Regions from separate parts of the Mus musculus genome. Here regions 1, 2 and 3 are each linked to region 4. The links are chromatin contacts, called in public Hi-C maps. All regions are on one chromosome and are shown on one strand. The core of a region is the stretch at or near the end of the contact, and the rest is flanking DNA. Distances in the headings are between cores, read along the strand shown. Region 1 holds the start of Lsm10 (U7 snRNP-specific Sm-like protein LSM10). Region 2 holds the start of Thrap3 (thyroid hormone receptor associated protein 3). Region 3 has its middle 5.4 kb from the start of Zfp362. Region 4 holds the start of Smim12 (small integral membrane protein 12).

Region 1 (2,763 bases), core at 257-2,756, 1.1 Mb before region 4:
ACCCAACTACAAAACAAAAATCAAACATAAGCATTTTAAAAAGTGTTACGCCGGGCATGGCACGCCTTTAATCCCAGCACTCGGGAGGCAGAGGCAGGTGGATTTCTGAGACAGGGTTTCTCTGTATAGCCCTGGCTGTCCTGGAACTCACTTTGTAGACCAGGCTGGCCTCGAACTCAGAAATCCACCTGCCTCTGCCTCCCAAGTGCTGGGATTAAAGGCGTGGGCCACCATGCACTGCTTGATTTTTTTTGTTTGTTTGTTTGTTTCTTTTGGTTTTGGTTTTTCGAGACAGGGTTTCTCTGTGTAGTCCTGACTGTCCTGGAACTCACTCTGTAGACCAGGCTGGCCTTGAACTCAGAAATCTGCCTGTCACTGCCTCCCACGTGCTGGGGTTAAAGGCATGTGCCACCACTGCCCGGCTCGATTTTATTTATTTATTTATTTATTTATTTATTTTTGTTTTTTTGAGGCAGAGTTTCTCTGTGTAGCCCTGGCTGTCCTGGAACTCACTGTGTAGAACAGGCTGGCCTCAAACTCAGAAATCCGCCTGCCTCTGCCTCCCGAGTGCTGGGATTAAAGGCGTGGGCCACCATGCCCTGCTCAATTTTATTTTTAATTGTTAATTAGTTACAAGCAGTTGTGAGCTGGGAACCAAATGTAGGTCTTCTGCAATAGTATGCGGACTTAATTGCTAAAGTTTAGCAGTTAAATCTTCTCTCCATAGCCCTGTGTTTTCCTCTTTGAGACAAGGTAGCTATGTAGGCCTTGCTGTCCTTGAACTCTCTCCATAGACCAGGCTGTCCTCCAACTGAGATCCACCTGCCTCTGTCTCTGGAGTTGCTGGAATTAAGGAGTTTGCCACCACGTTTGGGCCACATTTCCGTAATTTTTTTTTTTTTTTAAAGATTTATTTATTTATTACATGTAAGTACACTGTAGCTGTCTTCAGACACACCAGAAGAGGGCGTCAGATCTCGTTACAGATGGTTGTGAGCCACCATGTGGTTGCTGGGATTTGAACTCTGGACCTTCCGAAGAGCAGTCGGGTGCTCTTACCCACTGAGCCATCTAACCAGCCCCTCATTTCCGTAATTTTAATCAGATGAAGGAATTAAGGAGTTTGCCACCACGTTTGGGCCACATTTCCGTAATTTTAATCAGATGAAGGACGTTGTGTTTTTCTTTCTTTCTTTCTTTCTTTCTTTCTTTCTTTCTTTCTTTCTTTCTTTCTTTCTTTCTTTCTTTCTTTCTTTCTTTATTTATTTATTTATTTATTTAACAGAAGCTCTCTCCCACTTAACGCCATGAGCTCAGCAGGACATTAGGGAGACACAGCTCCAAGCCGGAGCCTACAAAGGTGGGAAACTAGACAGAGAAGAGAATTGGGCGTGTGGCGCGCGGCCTCCTGGGACTTGTAGTCCGCATCCTGCGAGGCGCATGCTCTGATGCTCTGGGTCTTCCGCGGTTGCCATGGCTTCTCTGAGCCTCGGTGGGTGGTGCCCCTAGACACGGGCGGGTTTTGGAGGCGTAGCGCGCGGAAGGCGGAAGGCATCACGCGGTGGGTAGGGCAGTCGAGAGTGGGGACTAGGGCGCGCTGGGACCCGTCCTCTTCCCCTGGCGCACTGGCTGCGGACTTTTCTTCCCAAACCCCTTACGCGCGGTGAGGAGAGGGGCGCACTCGGCACCCGGCTTTCCCGGGTGGGACTAATGAGCTTGACCGCTAGTGGCAAATCCCAGGCCTCCGGTCCTGGAAGCAGCAGAGTCTGGGCCTGCCTGAAGGTCTCAAAGACTATCCTTTTGGATTTTGTTTTAAGACAGAGTGTAGTTCTGTATGCCAGACTGGTCTGTAACTCGGAGATCCACCTGCCTCGGCCTCCTGAGTGCTGGGTTTAAATGCATGCATCTTGGCTAGGTTTGGCTTGTTTTGTCTTGAAACATTCCACTATCCAGGTTGACTTGGAGCTCACGATGTAGTTTAGGCCGGTTTGGCATTTGAGGTGCTCCTACTGCTTCAGACTTTAAAGTGATGGTATTATAAGTGTGCGCCATCATGCTTGGCTAGATTACATAGTAACAAGCGCCTGGCAGAAGGACATACATAAACTACAATTTGCAGTAGTCGTTCTCAAACTGACTGGCACATTAAAATTCTGGGGGGCTTTTTGTTTAAAAAAAAAGTATAAACTGAGCATAGTGGCACACACCTTTAATCCCAACACTGGAGAGGCAGAGGCAGGAGGATCTCGATGAGTTTAAGGCCAGCCTGGTCTACATAGAGAGTTCAGGACAGCCAGGGCTACATAGAGAAACCCTGTCTCAAAATAATGTAAAAATAGGATACCTTGCAGGATGTGGTAACACACATCCTGAATCCCCAGCACTTGTGAGGAAGAGACAGGTGGATCTCTGTGAGTTCCAGGCCACACTTGTTTACATTTTAAGTTCCAGGCTACTCAGGAAGATATAGGAAGACCCTGTCTTTAAAAACAACAACAACAAAACAATCTGGGCCTGTCCTCTCCAGGCAAATGAATCTAGATCTCTGGGATGTGTGGGACGTGAAAGCCAGGCAAAGGTTTCCCCGGGTGTATCCAGTGCAGGGAGGCATCTGGACCACTAGTGTGGAGTTTCAGGGCTTGGTAAAGGTGAGTGACTCTATCTGTGTGCTCCTGCCCACAGTGAGCAGCCAGCCAATGTGGAACAATGGCACTGAGCCACTCGGTGAAGGAGCGAACTATTTCTGAGAACAGCCTGATCATC
Region 2 (2,710 bases), core at 71-2,570, 1.0 Mb before region 4:
CAGCCGTCTTTAACATTTATACAGAATAATATATACACCTAAGCTGTCTAAATAATAGGATTGACTACACACGGACAGTATTTCCACAAACAAAACTAGGAAAGATCTGAAAAAAGACAGTTGGATACATGCCTTTCGACTTAGGACCCACAATCGAAAACTCCCATACCCGGTAACAAGGGGTTAACCGTCAGTGAATTTCGTTGAATATTTACACTAAAGGTAGCCAGGGTTGTGCACTGCCATTTTAGAAAAAGAAAAAAAAAAACAAAAAAACTTAAGTACGTTAAAGTAAAAACTGAAATTTAAACGCAAAAGCTGATAAAGCCGTCTTTCTTGGCTCTGTCCTATAACGTCCTTGCCATATTGTTTCTATCCAATTAGCAAGCTCCTCGTTAACATAGGACTCTCACCGATGGCTTCCAACTTCTGGGCCACCAATGTTGCCGCCAACTACCGCCGCCACGCTCCACCCATTAAGAATCACAAGAGCAAAGAAAATAAGAGAAAAGTTGTTTAAGTGTGGGACACAACTGCTTCTCACCAGCAGGGCACACGCCAATCACCGAAGGAACGCAAGTCGGCCTCACTTGCAACCAAAGGAAGAAAGTGGGAACTATTTTTCCGATAGGAAATAAACTTGGAATAGGCCTCTTTTGGCCAAGAGAGGAAGAAAACAAAACAAAAGAACAAACAAGTTTAAAAAAAAAACAAACACAGAAGAAGTACTAACATTTAGTGTGCTAGCAGCCACATGGGCCCTAGAAGACAGAACCAGGCCAATGGAGACTGGTGGGGGAAGGGCGTGCAAGAGTTCCCGGAAAAAAAAAATTCAAATAACGAGGTTCGTAAAACAGGATTTGGGGGGCGGGGGGGAGATGGAGTTGGTGGAAGCCGTCGTTCCCGCACAGTGCACAGAAGTGTGCAAGCTGTTTCAGAGAGAAGGCGGCCGGAGCCCGGAGAACTAGGCCGGAGCGGAGGGAAGCGGAGAAGGGCGGGGAGGGGGAGGAGCCGATGGAGCAGGGCCCGCTCGGAGCAGGCCCGGGCCGAGCGTGGAGGAAGCCGCCGCACGCTAGGCCTAACCCTCGCCGGGGCCCAGCCGGCGCCCAGAAAAGAGGAAAACCCCAACACACAGAGATTAGCTGAGCTGTCCTCACTCCCATCAACTGCGTCCACTCACCTTGACCGGCCGGAGCGACTACAGCTGCAATCTCGCAACGGCACAACCGGCCCGAAGCTCGCCCCCGCCCGCTAGCGCGCCCCGCGTCCCCGCTCTCCGACGACGGCGGCTACCGCCTCGCTCCGCTACCTCCTGGGAAATGTAGTCCTAGGTTTCTCTCTCCTGACTCACCGGACGTCCTCTCGAACTCTATTTCCCACAAGGCAGAGCGAGCGTTGGGCCCGCCGCTTTGCGTCACGCGCCCGAAGATCGGCGGTCACGTGGGCGACTGCGTTGCGCCTCCGTTCCCCCCTCCCCCCGCTCCCGCCTGGGTGGCCTGAGGAAGAGGGAGGGAGGTGGACGGAAGGGGCCCGGGCGTTGCTGACGCCACTGCCCCCACCATTTTGGAGAGGCCTCTCCGGGGGACTGAGGGAGGGCCCGAGCCCCACCCACTCGTCTTCTGCTTACGTCCCCGGAAAGTCTCTAGTTTGGTGGCCATCAGGCCTCTTGGCATTCGTTCTGTGCCTTACCCTTCCCCTGCTTTCTGACCTTGAACAGATCGTTGTATAAAGTGAGGCTCATAATTTGTACCTCACAGAGTTGTTGGGAGGTCCCCGACAAAGGAAGGCACTTGATCACCCGGAACCCAGAAAACGCAACGCAAAATGGAGAAGAGTTGTTTTGATAGTGTGATCTCAGGGGACCCAGAAGTCCGTTGGATCTCGGTCTCTCCTACAGCCACCTCCTGTCCCATTTAATGGCAATAAGAGCCCAAAGAGGTTTTTAGTTTGGGGATTTTTTTCATGGGGAGCGGGGATTCTAGACAGGGTTCTCGGTATACTGAAATACTCTAGGTAGAGCAGGCTGGCCTCAAACTTGGCCCAGAGAAGTTTTTTAAGAACATGGGCCCAGGAAGTATATTAGTACCTGTGGAACCACAAATGTCCTGGAAAGTGAAACCCTGGGATTTGTGTTTTCTCCTTGGTTTTTGTTTTTTGTTTTTTTTTGTTTTTTGTTAACTTTAATTTTTAGAACAGAATCTCCCGTTGTATGCCAAGCTGTCCTGGAAATCACCGGGTAGCACAGGCCGTCCCCTAAACTCAAGGCAGCCTTTTCGTCTCAGCCTCATTCATGACTGCTGAGCTTACAGATGTTAAGTCACTACGAGGCTGTTTCTCACATGGTCACTAAGGTTTTTTAGAGCAGTTTGGTTTTCTCTGCACTTGCTTGCCTTAGTGAATCCTGCACATGTAAGCGTTCAAACGTCACCTTTTCTGTCATGCATTTACGAGCTACTGTACTGCTGTAGCTATTGAAACTGTTCCTGTTCAGATGGAAGGAAGGGTATCCAGGGATTCGGAAGGCCCAGGAACCGCTACGCTCTGAGAGGAAGCCTCTTCAGCAGAGGCATTGCAGCTCGGGAGCCTCAGCCCTGATCTTTCTTCTCTTCTTCTCTTCATGGCTTCTTTTCTTCTTAGCTTCTTCCAATGAGAAAGCCATACCAGGCAGCAAATCTCATAAAGCAGATTTATTGGGAGGGTTTGGGGTACA
Region 3 (2,847 bases), core at 290-2,789, 1.6 Mb after region 4:
TATCACTTAGTCATAATATATTGATAATGAGGGAAGAATGGTGGGAGTATATAAGGGGAACCCTCTACTATATACTCCAAGTTTTGGTAAATATTAAAATAGCCCTTAAAAATAAATTCTAACTGGGTGTTGTGTTGCATATCTCAGGGAAAGAAATAGGAGGATCTCTGTGAATTTGGAGCTAACCTGATCTACAGGCCAACCAGAGCTACACAGTGAGACCCTGAATACATACATACACATACATCCATATTCACACACACACAATATACACACACATAATACATACACACACACACACACACACACACACACACACACACACAGTAAGCCTAAAAAGAAAACACCCTGAGTGTGCTAATTATGGCATTATTGAAAGGTTCAGCTTATCACTGCCCTGAATATCCTATGGTCCCCAAATGTAACTGTGAGGTCATCACTGGCACTCAGAAGAGCCCTAGAAAAGGCTTTAGGGCCAAAGTCTAAGGACACTGAAGGCACTGAGTGCGGAGCTGGGGCCTTTTGAGGGGATTTGTGTGCGCCCGGCTCCTCCCTACCTTGCGGGACTCCTCTCTGACCACCCACAAAGCGGTTTCAGCCAGCATGAGTGGCCATCCCACCCTCGCCATATCCCTTTTCGTATGTGGTTCCCTTCACCCAGGCTCAACTTCCATGGCCAGCTTCAACTCACCCTTCAGATTTTAGCCTAGCCATTTAAAAGCTATGAGGAGAGGTGAAGGCGCTGGACAGAGAGCTCAATGGTTAAGAGGACCCACCATGGGAGGCTCACAACTGCCTGCAACTTACAGACGATGCACATCCTCTCCGATTCCGCAACTTTTACCCTCCCTTAGGAAGCTCTCTGTGGCTGAGGCTGATCCTCTCCCCCTCCCGTGTCTCTAATGTGGACAGTGCAGCTCCTGACTAAATCCTACCTGCTCTGTAGATGTATTTGTTCCATAAATATGTGTTTAAGAAAAAAAAATTATCAGGATCGCACTGTGTAACCTGGCTAACCTGGAACTCTCTATGTAGATCAGACTGCTCTCAAACTTGCAGAAACCTGCCTGCCTCTGTCTCCTGAGTCCTGGGATTAAACGCACATACCCTCATGCCAGGCTAGGGTAATTTAATTGAGGAAGGAACCATGACTTATATTTTTAATAATTCAGCACACATTCCCCAAGTGCCAACTCAGGGGCCTCATTCAGGGCCCGAGGTTCTGGAGAGGCAGCAGAGGACAAACCCTGGTCCCCAGTCAGACGGAGCACAGTACTACCCAAACTGTACTATGGGAATTAAGAGCTCCAAACCTCAGGTATAGAACACAGAAGGAGAATGCTGCCGGCTTGTACCACCTGCCCACATGGGTCCCCTGCTCTAGTCATCGAGGACCTTAGACTGGCTAGTCACAGACATCTTTGAACAGTACCTACTGGAACTTAAGATTGTCTGAATGGCCAGAGCATGGGTTTTCTACTGCTCTTGCCTGGAAGTGACTCATATCATTCCTCACCATCCATTGGCCAAGACTAGTCACATGGCCTGTCCAACCGCAATAGAAGCTGGGAGATGGAGTTCCCGGTGAGGAAGCGCGGTGGCTATTCGTGATGTGAGTGAACTCTCCAAAAGTCTGCTCTCAGAGACAGGGCTCAGCAAAGAATTCCTTTACTGATTATTTATTTAGGGCTCATGAGCACTACAGAGGAGAGATCTGAAGTGCCGGGAGACAGAAGAGATCGTGGTGAACTCTCCAGAGGAAAAGGGATTTAAGCTGAAACCAGGAAGAGGGCGATTCTAGGAGAGAGACTGGCATGTAGAGGCCCAGAGCAAAGAAGAGCTTGCCACACGGAAGGGATAACAGACCTGCAACCAAACGAGGCAACCGTGACATGATTCAGAGGGATGGATGCTTCGTGTGGGCCCAGGGAGGAGAGGATTTAGGGTTTCGGTTTTATAGAAATAAGGCAACGTAGCAGTTCTATTATGGCCTTCTGTCTTCTGAGTATGGCATGGTGTTGCTGGCTTGAAACCACAGAAGCTGTGATCACACACATGCGACCCAAAGACTTTTCAAATAGAAGTGGGTAGGGAAGTTCACTGGAGCCTCAGCTGAGATTGAGACCCACCTGCTCCTGACCCCTCCAAGAGGCATGTAATCCTGCCTTAGCTGCATTTGGCCTTGGGAGGTGCTGTTTAGAGTTGCTAAAGGGTGGTGGTTAATTGGGATGGGCAGTCCAATAAAGCCCCCCCTTTTTAATTTATTTATTAAGAGCATCACCCATGGTGGAGAAGGGCTTTTCAGTGATGTGACTGTTTGGGGCTCACCTATGAGCCCTTCACCCACATTCCTGTAAGTTAGCCCCATCAGTTCTTTGTTTGCCAGACTCGAGTCACTTCAGTAGGATGGATTCTTTGGCCGGTTATTGGTGCCCGATCTGGATGAATGGAGGTTTCGTCGTTCACCTCTCCCTAGGAAAGATCACAGGCATGACTTCTGGTCCAAGTTCTATCAGAAGTGGTCATATAGTCACGGGAACAAACAGACCGGAATGGGACAAAGCGGGGAAGTAGGGGTACCAAATGGGGAGACTTTCAAAGTCTTCTTCACAAAGGATGAATCCAGCTTGGACCACGTGGTATTGGCGGAAGTGGAGACACTCTAATTCAGTGCAGGACAGGCGTGGGGGAAGCAAGAGGCTTCCCTGGTAGCCCACATTCTCGAGGGAGCCTGAGTAGTTAGTTCACTATTTAAAAAAAAATGTCTCGTGTGGGGTGTGTGTGGGAGTGGGTATGGGTGCCGCAGCACACGTGGAGGTCAGAGGTTAATCTCAGATGTAGGTCCTC
Region 4 (2,881 bases), core at 243-2,742:
TATATTTTCTCAGATTAGCAGGCCACAGAGTCAAGATTTGAATTAATTAAACAACTAATTCCAGTGTTTGGTATTTTACTTTATTTTTAGACAGGGTCTCAGCTTGTAGTTCTGTGTGATCTGGAAGTGCTAACTGACTCCTTTAATTGATATAGGATCTTGGTGTAGAGCCAAGGCTGGTCTTGCGCCTCAGGACTTCTCAATGCTGTCATTTCCACTTTAGCTGGGGATTCTGTGCTTACCCAGGTCTGCTGGAGGGAACTTCTAGTCACTATTAAGATCCAGCTTAGGGATCTGTCCTTCCAGGGAACCTCCACTCATTCTTCTTGTATGGACGGACAGTGTCCTCTGTTATGACACTGTGTGGGTCTTCCTGTTTCTTCTCCATCCAGGAAACTACGGAGGGCAGTCCCCATTTGTATCGCCAATGTCTAGCTTGTAGAATGGCTAAATGCCAGCCTGTGTTCTAGACTGTTCTGATCTCTTCCCACAGATTCAATGCACAAGTAATCAAGGTCTGATAATCACGGTTGCTAATTTCTGGCAGCTTCTTCCTCCCCATCTTCGCTGTCAGGCTTAGCTTTGGGCTCTTTGATCTAAAAGAGGAAGAATCTCTAACTTGACAGTACAGTCTTGAAGACGCTTCCTGTGAGAGTACCCGTGACCTTGAGAAATGGCTCACTGCTAACTTAAGGGAAGCTGGGTAGACTTAAGGGAAGCTGGGTAGAGCACTCCAGGTAGATGAAAGAACATGGACACACAGGCTTCAAACGTTGATTTTTAGCATGCTATTAGTGGGAAGGAGACTGGTCAGGTTGAGAGCAGTGTGGGCAGGTTGAGAAGGCAGGACTATGGTAGTCCATTAGAGAGCTTGGGGTGTGAGGCTTTTTCTTATATGTGATAAGTATAATTCCGCTCAGGGACAGGGGAAACATGGAGGAAGGAGAGTGAGTACTTGCGATCAGAGGGTCTTGGTACTTTCAGCAATTTGTAGACTCACTAACGCTACAATCTAGTTCCCTGCGAGATGTGTGCCTGGCACAGTATTTTACAAACAAGATGTTATCTAACCCTTGCAACATCCCTGCTGAAATGGAAGGTTTTAACGCTATGCAGAAGAATTGAGGCTCAGATTAATTAATGATGTTCCCAAGGACACACAGCCTGAAAGCACAGATCCCAAGAAGATTGAAAGTACTAGGTTATTCTCTGCTACGGGAGCTTCTGGAGGTCAGGGGTTGGGTTTTCGGTTTCAGTAATATCCGACCTAGGTAAGTCTCGGAAGACACCTAATGAACTTCATTTGGATCAATGAAAGCTGACTATTCTTTTTTCTTCTTCACAAGCATGTGGCAACGTCACAGGGGAGCCTCCGAGCCGTCAGGGGGCGCTATACTATTCTGCGTTTAGTCCAACGCAGGGTCGGGTGCCTGGCTTCCTTTCTTCTGTAGCTGGCTGGAGCTCAGCCAATCGCTGCTCTCCGAGAGATGCCAGTGGGCGGGGCCTCGGGCGCGCCCCGCGGGCCACTGGGAACCTCGGCGTCCCTGTTGCTCCCGGCTAGCGGGCGCAGCGCGGGACCTGTCCGGGGTGTGCGGGCTGGACCGCAGGTGAGTTCCCAGGGCTGAGGGCACTTCGCTTCCCAGGATCGCTGGCCCCCAGTCCCACGGGAACGGCTCCTCCTAGTTGAGGGAGCGATGGTTTCCGTGACCCGCTCGGCCTCGGCCAGCTTTTGGTGGCCGAGTGTGGACTGTGGTCAGATCTCGTCCGCCTCAGGCCCCTGCAGGCCGAAGGGTGACGAAGCCACGCGTGTGGCGTGACTGGACAGGGAACAGGAGCTGATGACCCGAACCTCACTGGCGCTCCCATCCCAACTTGGCTGGCTGTCAAGGCTGATGGTTTCACCTTCTCGGACCTCCTACGACTGCTCTCATTTGGAGAGCTTCCGGTGGGCTCAGGCACTGGGACAGGTTTCCTGGCGGCCCGGTTGACCTGTACCTGGAGCCTTTGGCTGGCGCCCCTGCGTGTCGGGCTGGAAATAGGCGTTGCAGTATTTGGGAAACACTTGTGCTACTTACATTTTGATACCTTCGGGATGACTTCATGAAGTCTAGCTGCTTATGATCATATCCCTATACCCCTTTGTGAGTGCGGGTGGAAGGCTGCTGTAGTCTTCCATAAACAAAGCAACATGTTTATGCTGCCTGTCATTCATTCGACCAACAAACTTTTTTAGCTCTTTGCTAGGGAGGATAGCAAGGGTGGGAAGAGGCACAGAGCATAGGACGATCCGGACATCCTTAGTTCTTAACCTTGTGGAGCTCCAGGGTGTTTTGAGAGCTGTAGACAGGTAGGGTAGGCCCACATAGCTTACCGAAGAGAAGGTTGTGTTGTATACATGGATGACTGGAATTCGGACAAGAGCACATAGAACTTGGGCTTTCTATGTACAAGAGTAATACTCATAGACTGGTGCTTGATATGCCCGCCCTAAGACAAATTGGAAAATTGAGAGTCTCTACCCAGGAATTGTATAAAGGACTTGCACTTGGTGTGGACCTGTGATCACAAGCACTTGGCACTGGAAACAGGAGCGTCGGCAGATCAAAGTTATCCTTAGCTACTTTGAGGGTTTGAGGCCAGGCTGGGTGCCATGAGAACCTGTCTTAAAAATAAAAACAAGCCCAACGGTGGTGGCACATGTCTTTAATCTTGGCACTAAGGAGGCAGAGGCAGGCCAGTCCAGTCTCTGAGTTTGAGGCCAGCCTGGTCTACAGAAGGAATCTGAATGGCAGGGCTACACAGGGAAACCCTATCTCAAAAAACCAAAACCAGCTGACCAAACAAACCCCAAAACTTAAAACAGAAAATAGAACGAAGTACT

The links. Hi-C and Micro-C count contacts between places; a contact is called where the count stands out from the background.
Region 1: a contact with region 4 is called in a Hi-C map of B cells, with 6 read pairs. The contact joins the promoter of Lsm10 here to the promoter of Smim12 in region 4. A contact is called at or near these places in 1 of 39 promoter capture datasets (pre-B cells) and 1 of 484 Hi-C or Micro-C datasets (B cells).
Region 2: a Hi-C map of erythroblasts shows a contact between it and region 4, with 7 times the contacts expected there. The contact joins the promoter of Thrap3 here to the promoter of Smim12 in region 4. A contact is called at or near these places in 1 of 39 promoter capture datasets (pre-B cells) and 1 of 484 Hi-C or Micro-C datasets (erythroblasts).
Region 3: a contact with region 4 is called in a Hi-C map of B cells, with 6 read pairs. The contact joins the enhancer-like site here to the promoter of Smim12 in region 4. A contact is called at or near these places in 1 of 15 datasets of contacts at CTCF or cohesin (large pre-B cells), 1 of 484 Hi-C or Micro-C datasets (B cells), 4 of 115 datasets of contacts at active chromatin or transcription factors (T-cell acute lymphoblastic leukemia, astrocytes, embryonic hindbrain and 1 more) and 1 of 9 other capture datasets (liver).

Annotation. Positions count from the first base shown.
Region 1 is chr4:126,095,147-126,097,909 of GRCm38.p6, forward strand. Lsm10 (U7 snRNP-specific Sm-like protein LSM10) reads left to right here and starts at 1,507. Exons shown (of 2, transcript NM_138721.2): 1 at 1,507-1,663; 2 at 2,683-2,763. The coding sequence starts at 2,707.
Region 2 is chr4:126,201,390-126,204,099 of GRCm38.p6, forward strand. It overlaps Thrap3 (thyroid hormone receptor associated protein 3), which reads right to left and starts at 1,321. Exons shown (of 12, transcript NM_001356455.1): 1 at 1,181-1,321.
Region 3 is chr4:128,810,057-128,812,903 of GRCm38.p6, forward strand. No RefSeq gene overlaps it. Among named protein-coding and RNA genes, the nearest start is that of Zfp362, 5.4 kb to the left of the region's middle. Within about 2 kb of position 1,540, at least 360 of the 459 cell types and tissues checked have an H3K27ac peak or open chromatin away from gene starts, as enhancers often do. A contact at or near this core is called in B cells, T-cell acute lymphoblastic leukemia, astrocytes and 1 more, where this site is marked.
Region 4 is chr4:127,242,292-127,245,172 of GRCm38.p6, forward strand. Smim12 (small integral membrane protein 12) reads left to right here and starts at 1,493. Exons shown (of 2, transcript NM_030252.2): 1 at 1,493-1,607.